2 separate regions of the Mus musculus genome follow, and region 2 is linked to region 1. A link is a contact called in public HiChIP or PLAC-seq data. All regions are on one chromosome and are shown on one strand. Each heading gives the region's core, a stretch centred on a gene start, on an enhancer-like site or on the middle of the called end of the contact. The rest is flanking DNA. Distances are from core to core; before and after follow the strand shown. Region 1 holds the start of Txnrd2 (thioredoxin reductase 2). Region 2 holds the start of Camk2n2 (calcium/calmodulin-dependent protein kinase II inhibitor 2).

The links. HiChIP or PLAC-seq counts read pairs in DNA pulled down with a chosen protein or histone mark.
Region 2: an H3K4me3 HiChIP or PLAC-seq map of pro-B cells shows a contact between it and region 1, with 8 times the contacts expected there. The contact joins the promoter of Camk2n2 here to the promoter of Txnrd2 in region 1. A contact is called at or near these places in 2 of 39 promoter capture datasets (hippocampal neurons and liver), 1 of 484 Hi-C or Micro-C datasets (B cells) and 2 of 115 datasets of contacts at active chromatin or transcription factors (large pre-B cells and pro-B cells).

What each region holds. Positions count from the first base shown.
Region 1 is chr16:18,424,795-18,427,990 of GRCm38.p6, forward strand. It overlaps Txnrd2 (thioredoxin reductase 2), which reads left to right and starts at 1,623. Exons shown (of 18, transcript NM_013711.3): 1 at 1,623-1,765. The coding sequence starts at 1,651. Comt (catechol-O-methyltransferase) reads right to left here and starts at 1,922. Exons shown (of 6, transcript NM_001111062.1): 1 at 1,562-1,922.
Region 2 is chr16:20,620,000-20,623,195 of GRCm38.p6, forward strand. Camk2n2 (calcium/calmodulin-dependent protein kinase II inhibitor 2) reads right to left here and starts at 1,279. Exons shown (of 2, transcript NM_028420.2): 1 at 1,027-1,279; 2 at 1-244. The coding sequence starts at 1,195. The coding sequence ends at 174. The region is part of intron 2 of Eef1akmt4-ece2 (Eef1akmt4-Ece2 readthrough); the gene reads left to right.

The DNA of each region.
Region 1 (3,196 bases), core at 373-2,872:
CAGATTTCAACACACCAAATACTCTGGGGACAGCTTTCTGCCTCGGTTACAAGGGCCACGAGGGAAAGTCCTCTACTGGGTGCACACACTGCTCCAGGAAATGATCACGCCTGAAACCGTGTGCTCACACACTTCTGCCTCCTACACTCAGAGGACAACTTGGTAAAGCCTCCAGGCTGCTCCTCATCAACCATCTAAAGACACTCGCACCTGGCATCTAGAAATGTGCAAAGACTGATTTGTTGCCGGTCGGTGGTGGCTCACACCTTTGATCCCAGCACTTGGGAGGCAGGCAGATTTCTGAGTTCAAGGTCAGCCCGGTCTACAAAGTGAGTTCTAAGAAGCCAGGGCTACACAGAGAAACCCTGTCCCGAAAAACCAAAAAAAAAAAAAAAAAAAAAAAAAAAAAGACTGATTTGTGGCTAACACCAACTTTTCTATTGTCTTCTTAAGAATGACCCTCACATGGAACAGAAAATGGACTTCTGTTCAATAGGAAGGACGTCTCCCTTCCTGGAAAAGGATCCTCTACTGGGTGCACACACTGGAGGCTTAGCCACATTTAGCCAAGCTCCTTTTAAAAATATAAACTTTAGCTTCATCTCTGACAGCTCACGGGTGCATCCCTAGAGCAACTTTAGACCCCAAAGTGTCTGCAGCTCTGTAGCTTCTGTGGGATCATGGGAATTAGCCCAGCAGCAAAGCCACGAAGAGCCTGTATAAAGCACCCTTCCCTTCTCTTCCCTTCCCTTCATGGATTCTGTGCTCCTTTGTTCCCCAGAAGACACCCACTTGTCACCTCTGCTCAAATGGAGATGACTCAGCCGGTCCCCTACAGCTCCTAGGTAAAATCTGTCCCAATTATTAGGGCGATGCTGTTTCTCTGTGACAAGATGTCCTCTAGGGCCCTACCCCACCACAAGCTCCCACAAGTCGTGGCAGCTCCCACTGTTCTCCCAAGGCTTGGAGGGCCAGCAAGGACCCCAAAAGTCCCTGGCTGGAAGACTTTCTCTTTTTAGCACACACCCAAAGCCTGCCGTAGTGCTCCTGCCCTAGTGCTCCTGAGCTCCAAGGGGTCCCTTTGGGAGTGGGGGGGTGGGGGTGGGTAGCACTTCTTTTGCAAGGAGTGACCCGGGGGCACCCTAAGGCCTCTCTCAAGAACCCCTGTTCAACAGCTTCCAACTCTACTGACCATCCCTGAGCCCTGTAACTTTGACCCTAAGGTTTGCATCCCAATCCAACAACTAAGTAAGTCGGACCCTCTTATAATGGGCCAGGCCCTGGATGTGCTACATTCTATCCAGGTTAAGCCCAACTCCACAGCCCCACCGAAGGACATATCTTCCACCACAGCACTGATACTCAAGTTCGGTCACCTGCCTCCCTTCAGCGACCCCCCAGCCAAGATCAGACCCCCTTCACATGTGTCCCCATTCCCCAGCGCCGGCTTGCGCTCTCCTAGGTCAGAACCAGTTCCCACGTACGGGCCCTTCACCCTAGTCCCAGTTCGGTGCATGCAGATTCTGATCCCGAGTCCGAGCTCCGGGCGGGCACCACTCACCTCGTCAAGGCCGCGCACAGGTCTGACCCCGAGGCGCGGACGCTCAGGCAGTGCGAAGGGCAGCCCTGACCGCCTGAGGTCCCCGGACCATGGCGGCGATGGTGGCGGCGATGGTGGCGGCGCTGCGTGGACCCAGCAGGCGCTTCCGGCCGCGGACACGGGCTCTGACACGCGGGACAAGGGGCGCGGCGAGTGCAGCGGGAGGTAGGGTGGGGTCGTGGGCGGTGCACGCGGAGAGGGTGCCTGTGCGAGTGTCCACAGGGGGTCGCGGTGGCGGGGCTGTCCTGGAACGTGTCCGCGTGGGCGTGCCCACACAGGCCAGGGTTCTGATTAGGAGGGGACCTGCTTCTAGCAGGGCTGCTTTTTCCCCAGGTGTCTAAAACGTTGGCGGTGCCTTGCCTGAGGCCCTCCTGTGGTGGCAGCAAGCCCAGTCTTCTGGGATTTGTGTCCCCAATATTAATCGTAGCCCTGATGTCAGGGCTGTGATGGGATGATGTCAAGGGCTCTGATGGTCACAGGTACCCCATTGGCACACAACTTCCTAGGTGCAGCAACTCTTTTTATTGTTCTAGTTTTTTCTTTTTGTTTTTGTCCGTAATCCCACCCCCATGTAGCCAAGCTGGCCACAGACTGCTTAGGTAGTTGCCACCGACCGTGGCCTTCTGGGGTTACAGTCATGAACTACCTTGGTTTGTTGTTTTGGGCTTGATTTTGATTTTTTGAGTGATGGTCAGTTGGCAGTGCAGCTAGAGTTAGCCTTGAGGTGTTGGCCCTTCCTTCCTCAGCTTCCAAATGCACCTTCATGACCTGCCTAGTGTTTGGGGAGTGAGAAGACACTAGAAAGTTTGTGGAACCAAGCCCCAGTGCTTGTCAGGGCTCTTGAGAAGGGGAAGAAACAACTTGTTTGCACCAGGAAGCGTTATTGCTGAAATCAGGATAGTAATTAATTTCAAAGGGGGAAACTGGGTACCTCTCAACATGGGTCCACTACCCCCAATAGGCCAAGTTCCCCCAGAGTTTCCCAGTGGTATGATCAGTTTCATGAGTGGTCTCCATTATGTCTTTTCATGGTGACCACCCTTAATACTGCCCCCTGAATGTGAGTGACAGAACTCAATTCTGTCCACAGGGAGCGAGCATAGAGGGAGAGGAGCAAGGGCAGGCCAGGGTTCTTCACAGAGGCAGTGCTATGAAAGGTACAATGGCTGGCCCTTGGTCTACAGGGCCAAGGCAGGTAGACCGACTGCAAGTGGAAGTTGGCAGAGGCCTTGTGGCTCAGTGGCAGAAGCTAACCTGGGAGAGTACCAGGAAGCAGTCACTACATGTGAGGTGGGAACCTAGGGGACAGACCTCAGGGATTGACGGGTGCTCTTTCAGTAGCTTTGCTAACTCCCAGGTCTCTGGCTCTTCAGGGTCTCCTAGTGCTGTATATTAGGTGGAGGTAGTTTTAGTGATTTATGTGGAGGTTAAAAAAAAAAAAACAATCGGGGGGTTCGGAATAAAAAAAAAAAAAACCCAAGTCAGTCAAAGTACCTGTGCCATTGGTACCGTCACTCTGTGTCATTGGTACCGTCACCCTACATAATAACAGTAAAATGTCTGTAAAGGAGGGACAAGAGCGACTCCGCACTCACT
Region 2 (3,196 bases), core at 29-2,528, 2.2 Mb after region 1:
CGGAGCGCCTGGCAGCGGCGGTAGCAACACTGACCCCGTGGCGGCGTGGCCCTGCAGCCCCCGCCCGTAGGCACCTCGGCCCCGGGCGGGGGTGCGCCGGCAGCCGCATCGCCGGCCCGTGCTCCTGGCCGCTGCGGGGCTGGGCCCGGAGCCCGCCGCCAGAGCCGGCGCGTCTACACTCCGGACGGAGGCTTCTCCCCCATCCCCTTCAGCACGTCGTCTATCCGGTCATCCTCGATCACCACTGCGCAGGGAGAAAGCGCATCAGCCGCGCGGTCTCGGGGGGCGGCGGCGACAGTGGGGCCGGTGTCCTCAAGCCCCGCGCAGATCTACTCTACTGCCTGTGTTTCCGCGACACGGCTCAAAACCCTATGCCCTCCCTACCCGAACTCTCCCGCGGACCCTACCTGCTACCAAGCCTGGCACCCAAACCTCCCTATGTGGGAACACCCCTCTTCCGAAGACTCCCAATGCGAACCCTCCCGTCACCTGAGCCTTCCTCCATCTAAGCCGACCAGAAACCTCTGCCTTCGACACAACCCCCTCCTCGAACTGAGCTCAGATGAAACTGTCACCTGGTGTAACCCTTTCCTCTACCTGAATCCCTGTTTTGATAGTGCCTTCCTGAGTCCCCTCCCAATACAAACAATCAAGACGACCGAACCCCTGGCCTCGGTGCCCTCCAGTAACATCCACCTACTCATCTCAGCCCAAGGAATTGGCCCACCACCTTGTGTTCCCAGTGCCAAGCAGCCCCAAATACCCTAAGCGGCCCCTCCCCCTTGACCAGGAGCCGGGGCTCTTTTTCCAGAAGTGGAGAGCTTCGAATCCGGGACACAGTATTCCCGGGAGAGGGAAAGAATGGGACAACTCCACAGCAGGGACCCTCCCCACCCCGGGCGGGTACGCAGCTGGCTGCGCTGGTCTGCGGCAAGAGCAGCTGCCACTTGACGGGGAACGGCAGCCTGGGGACGCCAGGCGAAGGGTTTCTGGGTCAGGCGGCGACTCCGGGCCCGGGCCGCGTACCTCTCTTGGCTCGGCCGATCTGGCCCAGCTTGGGGGGCCGCTTGGCCTGGTTGCCAGCGAAGAAGGAGTTGGTGTCCTGCAGGCGGCAGCTGAAAGAGAGGTCGGAACCTTCGGGGTCTGCGCCGAAGCGGCCCATCTTGTCCTCACCGTAGGGTAGGATCTCGGACATGGCGGGCACCGGGCGGGCTAGGGACTGCGGCGGGGCACGGGCAGAGGCTAGCTGCCGGACCGGCCCTAGCTCAGCAGGGGAGCCGGCGGAAGGATGAAGTCATACAGCATCCGGGACTGCGGAGCCGAGCGGGGCCTCCTCCCCCGCGCCTCCGCCTCCCGGGCCGCTGGGCAGGCGGCGGCGGCAGCGGCGGGGACCGGGCGGGGGCGGGGCGGGGGCGGCGGCGGCGGCGAGAGCGGAATGACGATGAGCGCCCGACTGCGGCAGAGAACGGCGGGCGGGGCGCGGTGGAGGCGGGGCGGGAACCGGCCAGCGGAAAGAGGCGGGGCCCAGCGGTTCGAGGGAGTCCGGTGATCCCTGGAGTGGAACGCGCGGCCGTGGGAGGTTCCCGCGAGGTGGCCGGGAATGGCCGCCACGTGGGCCCGGGGGAACCGCAGCGGCCGGTGCAGGCGACAGCTAGGCGGGAGCGGCTAGCCGAGTGCTTAGGGGAGAAGGGGAGTGACGGCACCCGCGGTTAGGGGAGAGCAACAGAGAACTGAGCGCCAAAAGCTGGGGGCGCGGCGGGGCCCCAGAAGGCGACGGCCAGGCTGGCTGTGAACACAGCCCTGGGCTCTGAAACGCGACCGGGAAAGGGCCAACTACGCGTAGAGAGAGGGGAAGGAACCATCCGACTGGAGCGCGGGAAGAGCTCGGGCCTGGGGGTGGTGCCACCGTGCTTGGCGCGTTCCTGTATCCTGGTTGCGCGTAGGTCTCCATCAGTTGGCCAATTTGTATTCGACTGTCTGAGCATCTGTCAGTCTACCTCTGTGTATCTGATCTTGGTCTCTGTGTGCTAGTTTTGAATTTCTGTATCTGTCTGCATACCTGGTCCCTGTATGAGTACCACTGGGTCTGTCCCCCGAGACTGCGTTGCGGCCTTTCAGGGGAAGGATCTTAAACACTGCAACCGCAGCGCGCGCCAGAATAGACTCCCCACAAACCCTAGGACCGCTGTTGGCGCCAAAATCCAGACTCAAAGCGCCAGTCGCTCCACGCGGTTCCCTCAGCCTGGGAGGCTTGCTCTAGCTGGCAGTGTGGGAGAAATGAATGGCAGCGTCGCGGCGGGCGCCCTGGATGCGGATGACGCAGGGAAGCCCGGAGTGCCTGAGCAAGAGGCGCGCGCTAATAAGCATCAGCAGGGACAGGGTGTCCCCCGCCCTTGTTGCTGGGGCCTGGGGTAGAGTTCTCTCCCTCCCCTGAAAAGAACACGCACACTTCCTTTCACCTCTTGCGCCCCCCGCCCCCCCACAAACCCCGCCCCTGCCCTGCTAGCAGTCAGCTGCAGCGTCACCCGCTCTCTGGCGCGAGAGGGCTCTGGCGCAATCACTGGCCTTGGGAGGGAGGGTGTGTCTCACATTCACTCACAGTGACGGGCTGGTAAAGACAATAATGACGCTATTGCTTTTGCCCATGCTCCAAGCAAGACACCTTCCCTTTAGTCCCGCCAAATCACGCTAGTGAGATTGCTGGGTTGCTGATTTTTCTCCCTTCGGGTGTTTAATGCAAAGGTCTCTGCTGTCAGGACTCTGAACAGGGCCTGTGGGATAGGGAAGAGGAGTGATTGAGATTACCTCTGGGGTGTAGCCTAACAGGGGTTCCTTCTAACACTCCTGTACGCCATCTTTTTGGCTGGGAGGAATGGTCCCCAACTGAGCCCTGGGGTGAGAAAGACTGACCCTGACATCTGAAAGGAAGGACAGAATAACTCTGGGTGATCAGATTGTCCAAAACACCTCCTTCCCCTGGAAGTTGCACAGCTATGACTTTCAATCCAGAATCTGCCATTTTCTGAATGACCTTGAATTGAAGGCCCAATAATCGTGTTTTTAAAAATCATTTGTGTTGGTCCTGGTGGAGTTGGCCATTCATCTCTGTGATCAGTCAGGCTGATCTCTGTGAGTCTGAGGCCAGCTGCATCTACACAGTAAGTTCAGGGCTACATAATGAGACCTTGTCCAAAAA